Linked DNA regions of Hordeum vulgare: region 2 is linked to region 1. Evidence: chromatin contacts called from public Hi-C data. All regions are on one chromosome and are shown on one strand. The core of a region is the stretch at or near the end of the contact, and the rest is flanking DNA. Distances in the headings are between cores, read along the strand shown. Region 1 holds the start of LOC123400767 (GATA transcription factor 12-like). Region 2 holds the start of LOC123445438 (60S ribosomal protein L36-3-like).

Evidence for each region. Hi-C and Micro-C count contacts between places; a contact is called where the count stands out from the background.
Region 2: a Hi-C map of leaf shows a contact between it and region 1, with 2.2 times the contacts expected there. The contact joins the promoter of LOC123445438 here to the promoter of LOC123400767 in region 1. A contact is called at or near these places in 1 of 6 Hi-C or Micro-C datasets (leaf) and 1 of 1 datasets of contacts at active chromatin or transcription factors (embryo).

The regions. Positions count from the first base shown.
Region 1 is chr1H:462,032,001-462,038,871 of MorexV3_pseudomolecules_assembly, forward strand. It overlaps LOC123400767 (GATA transcription factor 12-like), which reads left to right and starts at 4,072. Exons shown (of 1, transcript XM_045094664.1): 1 at 4,072-5,059. The coding sequence starts at 4,072. The coding sequence ends at 4,995.
Region 2 is chr1H:462,203,074-462,209,944 of MorexV3_pseudomolecules_assembly, forward strand. It overlaps LOC123445438 (60S ribosomal protein L36-3-like), which reads right to left and starts at 2,995. Exons shown (of 4, transcript XM_045122427.1): 1 at 2,897-2,995; 2 at 2,659-2,773; 3 at 1,676-1,875; 4 at 585-789. The coding sequence starts at 2,760. The coding sequence ends at 756.

The DNA.
Region 1 (6,871 bases), core at 2,822-5,321:
CAATTACAAATAATTCTTTGCAATTTTAAATAAATTTTGGTGTTTTCAATTTTTATTCGTGAATTTTGAAAACAATTCGAGTTGTTTAAAAATGTTTTCATTCCGTATTTGTTTTGGAGACAATTATTCTTAAAAAATTTCAGGAGTGTCGGAAAATTCGAAAAATGTTCTAGCATGTCAAAATTGTTCTCAACATTCAAAAATTGTTCCTCTTTTAAACTTTTGTTCAGGAGTTTCGAATTTTTTTCCAATTTCAATAATTTTTTACAATTTTTAAAATATGTTCGATTTTTTAATTTTAGTTTTGTGTTCGAATTTTTTCTAGTTTTCAAAAAATGTTTGCGTTTCTAAATTTGGTTTGGAATTTCAAAAAATGATCCCAATTTTGTTTAGAGTTTTAAAACTTGTTTAGTGTTTAGAAAAATGTAATCTAAAAAATGTTCTCGTTTTGAAGAAATAAATCACGTACTCATTTTTTTGCAGCATTTCAAAAATTTGTTCAGTATTTCATAAAAAAGTTTTACTTCACAAAATGTTTGAGATTTTAAATTTTGTTCAGAAATATAAAAAATAAAAGTGCATACAAAATTTTAAAAAAAGTTTAAGTTTGTGTCGTCTTTCATATAAATGTGGGTGCGATTTTGGACACGAAATCTTTTTGGAATTCATGGCTAGCGACGTTGATCACCTGCAGCTTGCAGGACGTCTTCAGTTCAAATCATCTCATGCATTTTAGTTTTTGTAATTTTAGCAAACTGTTATTTAAGTTTTTCCGCTCTCGTTTGTGCCTTTATATATGGCGCTGCAAATCTACCATGATTGTTTCTCAGACGCAGTCGTTAGGACAACGCGCGTTTTGGTACAAACTCTTCGATTCGAGTCACAACACATTCACAATTATTTTTGCGTTCCTTCATCTCGCTAACGTGTTGCCTTCACGTGAAACTCAATGGCCCGGCCCAGGTTAGCCGTCCCTGTGCGAAACGCCACCTTTTAGCCGCAACGACCGGCATATAGGACGGGGAGCTCCTAGTCGGCGCCTTGAGCGCCGGTTAGGAGAACCAGCCTACAGGCCCTGCAAAATAGGCCGGCCCAGTTCCAGGGCTGATTTTTCTATAAGAAAAAGCAAAAAAGCAAAACCAAAAAACAGAACACAAAAGGTTCATAAAAGCGAAAATGGTTCATAAATTTTGAAATGAAAGTTCATGAATTTCGAAAAATTCATTGTGATCTAAAAAAAAGTTCACAAATGTTTAAAAAGTTCATGGGTTTTGAAAATTAGTTCATGAATTTGAAAATTGTTTTATAAAAAGTATGTTGAACTGAAAATAGGTTCACAAACCTTAAAAAAGTTCATCAAATATTAAAGAAAATCATCAAAATTTGGTAAAAGTTCATCAATATTCAAAAAAGTTCACGAATTTTGGAAACTAATTCATGAATTTGGAAAAAAAAAATAAAAAAAAACATGTCCTAAAAAACTAAATGAAAAAAATCCGGGAAAACAGCCCTCTCACCGGGCCGGGCCATGACCGGCGCGTGCAGCGCTGGTTAAGAACAATGAAATTTAACCGGCGCCTGTAGCGTCAAATAAGATTTGCTTATACGTCGTCGTCTGATTTCGATAAACGAGGAGGGAAGCTCTTACCTGTCGTTCATTGCGGTAGGAGCCCTGCGCCGCAAAGGGGGCGCCACTACTGGCTGGCCTAGCTCTGTTTCCGTTTTCTGTTTATTTTCGTTTTTTGGTTCGTTTTCTCTTCCCATTTTTCTTTTATTTTTTAATCAAAAAATTATTTTTTTGAATTTAAAGAACAATTTTAAAAAATGGTGAATAAATTTCAAAGCGCGAACAAATTTTTTAAAAATGAATAATTTTTCAATCTTGAGAGCACAATTTTGAAAACCCCAAACAAATTTGATAGCGAGAACAAATTTTGAAAGCACAAACAGTTTTTGAATGTCGAGATTTTTTTTGTAACGGAGAACAATTTTGAAAAATCTTAAATAAATTAGAAAGCGTGAACATTTTTAGAATTTTAGGAACAAAATTTTGAAAAGGAGAACAATTTCGAAATTACATTTTTTTTCTGAAAGCATGATCAATTTTCAAATTTTGAGAAAAGTTTTGAAACTGAAAACAATTTTGAAAAATACTGAACAAATTTGAAAGCGCGAACAATTTTTTAAAGTCCGAAGTTTTTTTGAATCTTGAGCACAAATTTGAAACGGACAATAATTTTGAAAAAACCCTGAACAAATTTGGAAGCGCGATTTTCTGAAAGCATGAACATTTTTTGAATCTTGAGATTTTTTTTTGAAAAGGAGAACAATTTTGAAAACCACAAACAGTTTTGAAACCGAGAACTATTTTCGAAAATCCTAGACAAATTTGGAAGCGCGAACAATTTTTTGAAAATACAAATCTTTTTTTGAAAATAGAGATCTAAGAAAAAAATACAGATCATTTTTTTAAATTGGAAAAAGTTTCTTCGAATTTCGAGAATTGTTTTTGAAAATGTAGAACATTTCTTGAAAAAGAAACAATAGTTTTCGAGTTTGAAGAACAATTTTTGAAAACTTTATAACATTTCTTGAAACAGAAACAGAAAAGAGAAGAAGAAACAGAAAACAATAAAGAACAATTTTTCTCTTTCCTTTTTCCTTTTCTTTTCGTATGTGAAGAAAAAACATTTTTCGAATTTGAAGAACAATTTTGAAAATCGTGAACAAATTTGGAAACGCGAACAATTTTTAAATAATGATTACTTTTGGAATCTTGACAACAAAATTTTGAAAAAGAGAACAATTCTGAAAATCCCAAACAAATTTATAAACTCGAACAAAATTTTAAAGTACAACTGTTTTTGAATTGTGAGAACAAATTTTGAAACTGAGAACAATTACGAAATTTTTTGAATAAATTTGGTAGCACGAACATTTTTTAAAGCTCGAATATTTTTTGAATCTTGAGAACAAAATTTTGAAAAGGAGAACAATTTTGAAAAGCACCGAACAAATTTGAAAGTAAGAACAAATTTTTAAAGCACGAATATTTTTCGAATTTTCAGAAAGGTTTTGAAACCGAAAACAATTTTTGAAAAATCCTGAACAAATTTGAAAGCGCGAACAATTTTCGAATGGCGAATATGTGTTGAATCTTGAGAACAAAATTTGGAAATGGAGAACAATTTTGAAAAAAACCCAAAGAAATATGGAAGCACGATTTGTTTTAAAGCACAAATAATTTTTGAATCTTGAGATTTTTTTTGAAAGCAGAACAATTTTGAAAAACCCTTAACAATTTTGAAACCAAGGACGATTTTGAAAAATGCTAGACAAACTGGGAAGTTTGAATAATTTTTTTAAAATTCGGAACATTTTTGGAAAATAAAGAACATTTTTAAAATACAGAATACTTTTTTAAATAGGAAAAACTTTCTTCTAATTTGAAGAACATTTTTTGAAAATGCAGTACATTTCTTGAAAATGAAAAAATAGTTTTCGAATTTGAAGAACATTTTTTGAGAATGCAGTACATTTTTTGAAAAAGAAAAAATAGTGTTCGAATTTGAAGAACAATTTGTTAAAAATTTAGAACATTTTTTGAAACAGAAACAGAAAAAGTAAAGAAAAAAAACTCGTTCAGGGAACTTTCTAGAAGTTTCCCAAAACAGGGAAAAGCCGGCTGGGAACCTCTAGGTGTTGGGACTATAAATGGGCCGGGCCATTTCCGAACGTTCGGTGGTGCCTTTGCGAAGCCGGGCGACGCAGAGAGCGGCGAATAGGCTTTTCCAAATGCACGGGTCGTTGTTGCTGCTGGGTCGATACTGGGCCAGGTTGTCGCGGTTAGCCACTTCTGTTGGGCTACGTATCGTGATTGGAAGCCCACATCTGTTGCCGACTTGAATTACAGGTTGCTGTCGCCGTGTAAAAAAAAAAGGTTGCTGTGGCCGATTCGGAACTACGCACGAGACCTAGGCGCCATAATACGCGCTCGCTCGCTCGGAGGAAGCCATGCAACTTCCCGATCGAGAGGCCATAGATCGATCGACCGCTGCCTCCGCCCACGCCATGAAGCCTTACGGCGCGATGCACCAAAGCCATGTCCGCCAAGCGCGGGGCGCCTCTCACACCGACGACGTCGCCGGCAGCGGCACCGTCGGGCCGCCGGCCTTCGTCTCCGCACTCTACATCCCCGACGACCCGCTCGACGACGTCATGCAGTGCCTCGGCGACGGCACGGAGGATGGCTTCGCCGGCGGCGCGTGGTTCGACGACTTCTGCGGCGGCAGCATGGACATGTCGATGCGCGCCGGGACGGATTTCCTGAAAATGCTGCAGGAGCTCCCGGACCCAGAGAAAACGTCCGTCATTGCCGTCGACGGCTCCAATGGAACGACGCCGACGCCGACGCCGACAGCAACCGAAACTGCCACCGCTGTGCCGGACAGGCCAGCCGTGGCGACTAACCGCTGGTCCTCGTTGCCGTTCAGCGACCACATGGACGATGATGGGGACGACGACCAATATGTGATGTCGTCGAGCGATTCCTCGTCGGAGGACGACGACACCGACGCCCAGTGGCACCCATATGAGGGCAAGCAGAGTTACGCCGCGAACCGCCGGCAGCCGAAGCATCAGAGCGGCCCCGCGGCAGAGAGGAAGCAGCAAACGGAAACCGTCGTGCGGCCGGTGGTGCCGCGCAGCGTGGTGATCACCGTTGACGGCGGAGGCGGTTGCAGGGACAGTCACTGGTGCCGCAACTGCGGCATCTCGGAGACCCCGCTGTGGCGCGCTGGCCCGCAGGGGCCCAAGACGCTGTGCAACGCGTGCGGTTTGCGGTATAAGAACAAGCTAGCGGCGCCGCCGACCACTAAGCGCCCCCGGGCGGCGAAACCAAGTAGCGCCAAAAGCAAGAAACACTCCGGCAAGCCGTTGGCGGGCGGTGCGACGGTGGCGAGGAAGAAGCGCAGTGCCGCAAGTCGCGTGGACTGATTAAACCTGGCGTACGAAAATTGTGAAACGAACCTATTCAGACAATCACCGTAGTATTAATTGGTACTCCATCTGTAACTAAATGTAAGCCATTTTTGTAGTTCAGTTTAAACTGCAAAAACGTCTTACATTTAGTTAGAGAGGTTCTATTACTACTATTTATTTCAGAGATAATCTTTTAGATCTAATCAGTATTCTTGATTGTTTTCATGGGAGAGGAAAGATTCTATGCACTTGTGCACCAACTCTTGCACAGACTGCAAGTTTCAAGTTGAAACGATGGAGCAATCTTTTTTTCTTTCCCAACTGCTACTAGGAAATTTAGGTACAGTAAAATGAGACACTCTTGCGCAGAATGCAAATATAATTCACAATGAGTGGTCGGCCGATGGCATGATTATTTTTATCGGCAAACTAAATGTACAATTCATTTGAGGTGCTCTCATGAAATAGCTATTCAACACTGAAATTGCAAGTTATTCGGTTCTCTTTTGCAAAATACCAAATTGAATGTTAGTATTTTTTGTGTTGAAAGGCCATTTTGGGAGTGTAAGAGCAACTCTAGCAGACCCCGCATCCCGCCTCGGCCCGTAAAATAACCGTCAAAGTGCGGGTTGGGACGGAAAAACCTGCCCGATCATCCCGCATCCCGCCCCGGCCCGTAAATATTTTTGCGGGGCGCGGTAAAACTTCTCCCCCAACCTCTAGTTTCACGGACCAGGAGGCCGACCCGAGCTCAGCCTCTATCCGCAGCAAGATTTGGCGGGAGGGACATTTCCGCGCGGCCTTTCCCGCTCCCCCCACCCGCCGCCACCATTGCCTCGCCACCGCACGCTCCGGTGCATCCTCCGCGACCGTCCCTCGCCGCCATGGATGCCTCCTTGCTGCCCCCCGTCACCGTCGAGGTCGCGCACGCTCCTTCCCCTCTGGCGGATCTCGTCGCCGGCCATGTTGGCCCCGCCGTCGCTCAAGCTAGCGTCGCGCCTGCCCGCAAGCGGCAGGGCAACGTGGTCGTGCCGGACGGAAATCCGACAGCCCCCGCCGGAAGGCTCGCGCTCCGGGCGCTAACGCTGTTGTGCGATCTCGACCGGCGGCCGAGAAGGTCACCAAGGCCGCGGGCGTCAAGAGGAAGAGGATTCCGGCTCCTTCATCCTCTCACTCCATCCCGGAAAGAGATGCCCCGGCGATGCCGTTCAACGGTGTCGCTCCCCCCGCAAGCGAGGTGTTCGCCGAAATGGCCGGAAGGTATGCGTCTTGGGCCATGGTCATTTCCTTTCGTTTTCGCCATTTGTTGCGATATCTCGTGATTTGTCAATCGTTCAATATAGCCAAAGATCGAAGAACTACACGATCTTGGAAGATCAAGCTTTGATCCAAGCATGGAGTGCGGTGTCTCTTGATGCATGTACGGGTACTTCTCAAACCGCCAAGAGATATTGGCAAAGGATCGAAGATCAATACTTCCGCATTATGGCAAAGTATCCCAATAGGACTTCACGCACATTTCGGTCGCTTCAAGGGAGTTGGGAGAATATCAAGCCTATGTGCAGCCGTTGGGCAGCTTGCTTGGAGCAAGTACGCAATGCACTTCCAAGTGGGACCGTGGAATCCGACTATGTGAGTTTGTTTTGCCTTTGTTCAAGTTGTGCGTAATCATATTTGCATTATATTTGCATCATGAGAATTGATTACATCACTTTGTTCACATTGTGTAGGACAAGATTGTCCAAGATAGATACAAAGACATGGAAGCTTCGGAAGACAAATTCTTCAAACTAGAACATTGTTGGGAGTTGCTTCAAAAGTGCGAGAAGTGGAAGTTGATCGACAAAGAATCTTTGTTGCTCGCCGAAGAGAACAAGATCATGTCAATGAA
Region 2 (6,871 bases), core at 1,745-4,244, 170 kb after region 1:
ATGCAAATATTTATGGGCATCACCAGGAGAGAGACCATGCAACTTGAAACATCAAGTAATATCCAAATTTACTTATTATATGTTCATTAATAATATAAGTTTCACAAGACATAAATTTTAATTATTTGAAATACATGCACTCAATATTCTTTCATACTTTTATTTTTTGATTTGTTCATTAAATATGCATAATATTCTTTCATGCTTTTATTTCTTGATTTGTTCATTTAATATGCATCCTGAACGTAATAAAATTTTCTCAAAAGAGAGACAAAGAGAGTCCTTAGGACTGACCACACTCAAATGTGTTCTTATTATATGAGCATTCAGGCCACTGTCAGTGACATAAATATGATGCCATTTGGAATTAAAAGATGTTTCTTGAGTCGTGGTTATTGAATTAAAAATGCATGTTTTGGCTCTTTTGCTAGTATTAAAAACATGGCATCCATGACAAGTTGGTTCTTAACCAAGGAGCCTACAGGATGGAAATTAACCACACGTAAGCCAATTGTAAGCCACAGCCACAGGCAATGAATGCCACATGAAGCTAACAGATAATGAAAAAGCAAACCAAGAAAACAAGGTGAAAGCCAGGCTTTGCAAAGTAGATCAAAAATCTCACAGGACAGGAGGTTCAACATAGCATAATTTTAGCTGGCGGGTAACAGTTTCAAGTCTAGTAGGTTCTACATGTAGTAAAAACTGGCCACCAGAACAGAAGATTGCCATTAACTTCACGAGCTTGGGATACTCTACTTCTTCTTCTCGGTTCCAGTACCAGCAGATCTGTATATCACAGCAGAAAATTAGTCCACGTCTACCAAGAAAGTACCTAACATACAGAAAAGAAGACAATCCCCAAACCAAAACATGCAATCCATTAACAAGGCATAAAAATGTGCTTGAAACAACAAAAAAATAGCAGATGTGCATCCCATGGCAATCCCCAAAGTATAAATGCAGCAACGCTGCTATCAAGGGCGATGGAATATGAGACTGCCATCTGGGGGAGGAAACCATAGGGGAACCTCAACACCAGAAGGGTCACTTTGAACCATTTGCTTAGGAATATACAAACATGGAATGTTTGCTCCACATAAAGCAAGAAGACTCGGATGTCCTCCCATCACACAGAAAACAGTATTCATTAACAGAAAAAGGCTAATTGTGTTGTCTAAAACATTTAATAATATAAATGCTAGCAAGAACAAATGTTCGTCTCATGGCAATTCCCAAAGTTTTAATGCAGCAACGCTGCTATCAAGGGCGATGGAATATGAGACTGCCTTCTAATGGAGTAATCCCTGGGGACACCTCAACACCAAAAGGCTCAATTTGTGATGTTAGCTTAGGAATATACAAACATGCAAAGTTTGCTCCCTCAAAGCTAGAAGACTCGGATGTCCTCCCATCACACAGAAGGCACATTGTATAAACTCCAAGAAACCATATCACTCATATTTGAGTCTGCCGTAAAGAATTGACAATTAACCATATATGAAGTATCACTAACTAAAGTATAGATTTCCAAAGCTACAATAATACAACAATTAAGTTGAGTACATGTAAAATACCTACTGAATGACATTATTGTACTAATGTATATCATCACAGATAATGCTTTCAAAGAGAAGGTAACAAAAAATTCAGATTGAAGTCATATTTTACACACCTCATCTTCCTGAGGACACTGGACATCTCCTCTCTCTTCTTCTTGGCCCTCTTGTGGGTGCCCAACTTTCGCTTCGCCACCTTCAGAGCACGCTTATCCTTGCCAACCTTGAGAAGCTCAGTGATACGCTTCTCATATGGAGCAAACCCAGCAACCTCCCTGATCAAGCTCCTAACGAAATGCACCCTCTTGGTACCTTTCTGCAAACCAACAGGGTAACCGGTCAGTACAAACAGAATTGAACAAGCCTATAACAGGAACTCTTCCAGCCATACATGATAGTTTACACTTGGCGACTCAAAAGATGAGAATGAAGGAATAGTCAGACATTCAACAAAATTCAGAATCTAAGCGGAATCTCATCTTCCAGCTAAACTAGATCACTCAAAACCAACCTGCTAATCGTATTTAGGTAGACTAAATAGTGAAATGAAATTTCTACACAAAGCCAAAACCAGATGCACATTAGCAAGTTATGTATGTATATTCGATCAACCAGCGGGTAAACAAAGGTAATCATTATTGATGAAATAAAATATTAACCAACAACTTTTCTGATTCACACAACCTAACAGTAAAATGGCAAGACCAAAATATGCCTCCAACAGAAATTGTAGCAAGGTTTAGATCTAAAAAACTAGCAACAAGTGATGTACGGAAGACTTGTGTTCCGTACATGAAGCAAACAAGCATGCTACCACTACCGCATAATCCACCAACAAGAAACCGAGCCTAATACATCAAGCACACACGGATCAACATGGCGGATAGGCTATGAGGCCTCAGGCGCCAGTGGCGTAACGCAGGCAAGACAGGCAAAGGGATGAGCTCTCTAGCGTTGACGGCAAAGTGGCTCAGGCGGCAGTCGCGCAACGCGCGGATCCAGGGCGCGCAGACCGCGGAGCCCTGGCACCGCCCAACTCCGGCGGATCAACAGAATAGAACAAGAGCACCCGCGGGATCCGTATGACAAAGAAGCTTACCCCCTTGCGGTCGGACGGGCGCGGCGGCAGCTCGCGCTTGGTGACAACGTGGCCCTTGTTGATGCCCACGAAGAGGCCCGACTTGGGCTGCGACGGAGCCATGGGCGAACCTTTCCTGCACAACCAGGAGAAGAGACAGCCCACGTTAGCGACGGGGAGAAGCGGCGGGGGGGACGGAGGAGATGAGGGTTTTGGGTCCGCAGCGGCGGCGGCGGGGCGTGGGGGTGGGGGTGCTCACCTTTACCTGGGAGAAGTGAAGCGGCTGCGTCTAAGGAGAAACCCTAGGGCGAGGAGGGTGGTTATATACGGCGCGCTGATGCCGCTGCGTGGCTGGTTGATGCGGGCCGGGCTAAGGCTAAGGCCATTCTGATATTTTCCTTTTGGGCCGAAGAAATCTGGGCGGACATGGGTCGTACGCACTTTTGGGCCGTTTGTCGACATCGCACGCGGATGCCCCTTGATAGATTCTGACAATTTCTCAAAAACAAAAAAGATAGATCCTACTGATCGGTAAAGTTTGCGGATACTCTGTTTTTTCTATTATAAAAGATGGTCCTCCGACGTTTTCATTTCTTTTACCAGAATAGTATGTCTATTTTTTTGCATCGCATATGGAAAGCTTTATTACGACAAAAGCAAACGATTAGAGCAACTCCAACCGACCGATTCAAACGAACGGCGTTTTGTCTGTGTTTTGTCTCTTTGGGTCAGACTGACGGACATCAAAGTCCGCTTCAGCGTCTGGGTCGACGCATGCATTCAACGTTGGCCCGGTTTATTTTGCCGACGCGTGAAAAAAAAATCAAACATTTCCGAAGATAATGAACAGACATTAATTAAACGTTAAAGCCGGCCTTTGTGGCTGGCGAGAGTCCACGCATCCCCATTACATTAATTAAATATTAAAAAACCTAAACTGCGAGTCGGCCCTAGGCGGCGTCGACTTCGGGTCCGGTGAGGTCAACAAGCGTTGATGCAGGACCAGCCCAAGGGAACGCCATGTTCTAGAGCGCCGCTGCCTGCGCCTCTGTCGTCTGTCCCGCCGACGCGGGCTGCGCTGGTGGCAGTGGCTGCGCAGCACAGGCACGTTCCTCCTCCTCCATCTCTCATCGTTCCTCCTCCGTCTCACGCTCCAGCGCCATCAGCCGACGACCATCGACGCGCTCCTCCGCCAGGTTTTGCGCCCTCTAGTGGTGGAGCTTCCTCCTGCTACGGTGTCGCGTTCAACCAGATGGGCGGCGCGCTGACCCACTTGCGGAGGCAGTCGGTCCACTCGTAGACCTCCCGCTGCGGCCTTGTAGCTCGGTCTTTGACGAAGGGGGCACGACGCAGTCGACGGCGGCGGACAGCGCGATGGCCTCTACGAGCTACGCCTCGTACACCACGCCCTCCTCCTCGGCCTTGCACCGCTCTTCCTCCTCACTCTCGCGGATTGCGGCTGCCAGCGCCGCCTGGTAGGCAGCCTCCACCTCCTGGTCCTCGTCGCTAACTACGGGCGGGGGCGACAGAGGGCCTCCTGGCTGCACGTCGCGCACGCCGCGCCGGCACTGCTCTTCATGCTCGACCGCAAACCAGACCTCCGAGTGGGGAGAATGGTCACGTACACACGGTTGAGCCGCTGCTCCGGCGTCAGCTGCCGCCCGCGTCGACTCACCTCATCCGCGTGCATTCGCACCGACCGTGGCACGGCCGACACATGGATCCTCTCCGGATCCAGATGCCAGTAGTGCGGAAGGGTGACATCCGGGTACGGCAGCGGGACGCGGTGCTCCCAGTGTCACCGTGATTGGTGCACCGTGATGCTGACACGCTCGCGAGGCCGGGGGGAAGACGCCGGCGGGGAGATCGTGCGGGGTAGACGGAGGACTTGCCCTTGTTTTGGAAGGAGTCGACCATGGCTGCAGGCTAAGGTTTGGTCGCCGACGAGGTGGCAAGATGGGGACGAGGGGTTCTGGAAGCAGATGAGGCCGAACCCCACCGCACGCTCGGATTAAAAAAGGCTGACCACAGCCGCTGACGCGTGGGCTCATGGAGGATGGCCGTCATAAGTTAAGTTGATTGTCGATACTCCCTCCGTCACGGTTTAGAAGGCGTGCATGCAAATTCTCTAGGACCTAGGTAGTTATTGATTGGATGTGAAATGAGTTAAAAAATAGCATTCACACTATACATGCATATAGAAGTAGTACAACGGAGTACTAATTAGCTGATAGGAGTAAATGCAGCGTGCCTTAATCTTTGTCTATTTTGGAAACGCATGCAAGTCTAACTGTGTCTTCTAAACCGTGACGAAGGGAGTAGTTGGGGCGGACACCGAGAGGGCGCGCGCGTCCGCACCGACGCATTTATTTCATGAATGTTAAGGTCAAATTAGTGTGAACCTTGTTACATATCTGGTATGAAAGTAATGGAAAGGCGTGTGAACCCAGTTGAAAAAAAAATGTTATGAAAGTAATGGAAAGGCGTGTGAACCCAGTTGAAAAAAAAATGCTTCATTCAGCACAACACGAGTTAACAGAGCATATCCAATAGGGCCAATCCTATTTGACGCCTGCGGGCGTCAAATGGATGGGGTAACGTCCACGTGCGATGCAAATTGGGCTGGCCCACATTAGCGTTTTTGTGCTGTTTCCTTCGCTGGGCTGCTGAAGCGTTTTATTTTAAGTTTTTCGTTGATGGTTTTTTGTTTCTGCTTTTTCCTATTACTAGTAAGCGTGTACGTGCAACAGTAATAACGTTGAATACAAAATAGCATGTCACTCAAATTGTATTATTTAAAGTGAAACGTCATTGTGATCCAGCAACCTAGTGAAGAAGCATACAACTGTCAATGATTATCAAGATTTTTGAACAATCTGTTTTTTTTTTGTGATGAATTTACACATGATCAATAGATCAGTCATGAGCACGTGGAAGCAAAAAAATTGAAGTTATGCAACGGTTGCTCAATTCTATCGATGACTATTGAATACATCATTAATTTATCCTTTGTACAAGTACAATATCTTCTCAAGTGGACATGATATTCTGACTTGGAAGTGTAGATTTGGCGATATAAAATAAAACTGATCAATTAATTGGAGATTTAAATTATAAAAAATTGCTATTCGTCCATGTTTGTTTAACGAAGGTAACATGAACATACAAGTAATTAGGGATTACATCTGCATCGGAAATATAACTTCATAGATTATTATAGTGTTGATATAAAAAATACATCTCAAACTTTTAAAAATGCATAACTGTACCAGAAAAATCAGATCCTTCCTTCAAGAAAGGTGATGTTCGTGCCCTTCTTCCACCCCAGCCTCGCATCGGTAGTCAGGATCTCCTCCACGGGAATCGTCTTTCTGCACATAGTCGTCATGAGGAAGTAGCATTTAGTGTTTATTTTAGCACCCAAAATCTGTTTGTGGTTTTATTAAAGACATGCGTCCAAAATTCAATCTAAATCATCCAAAATGACCGAGCAGGCTAAAAACTGAAGTTGTCTTAAATATTAGTAAGAACCATCCCGGCTGAATTATCTTATTAAACAAACAATGACATTGCATTGTCAATGGTCTATCTTTAGAATAGATATTGAACAATGATGGTTGTCGCAAAGAAATCAAATAGACCCAGGTGGTCAACTACACATTTTTCAGGTTTAATCTTGGGAACACATGTACCTCATAATGACATTAAATAATTAAGAATGATTGAAGAAGCTAAAAGCCATAAAAGGATTAAAATATATGAGAATTGTTCAAATTAATAATACAACTTAATTATTACATGGAACGTTTTTTTTGTTGCATTTATCAAGTTTAACCTGGACCAACTAAGAGAGTCTCAATATTCTTAATCAAGCCAACAATAAAATGACCACACGTATACAACCAAAGCATACTTACATGCATACCACGCTTGAATTTCCTGTAAATATAAGAAGGGGTAGGGAAAAGAGATTACCTACAAGGATTCATCCAGTACGACTGAACAGTGAAAGTTTCCAGTTATATTTTTTAAGTTCCAGTTATTATCCCATACCTCATCATGAGCATTAATACATCACCGATTAGGGCATGGTATTACAACCACAAGCATCAGCCAACATATTTTTTTAATTTGCAGAAGAGCTGTTAAGATTTCATTGCAGAAAGAAAAATCAAAGATGGTTGAGACTGTTCGGTTTATATAAAGAAAACCTGACAAAAACCTGTACAAAGGA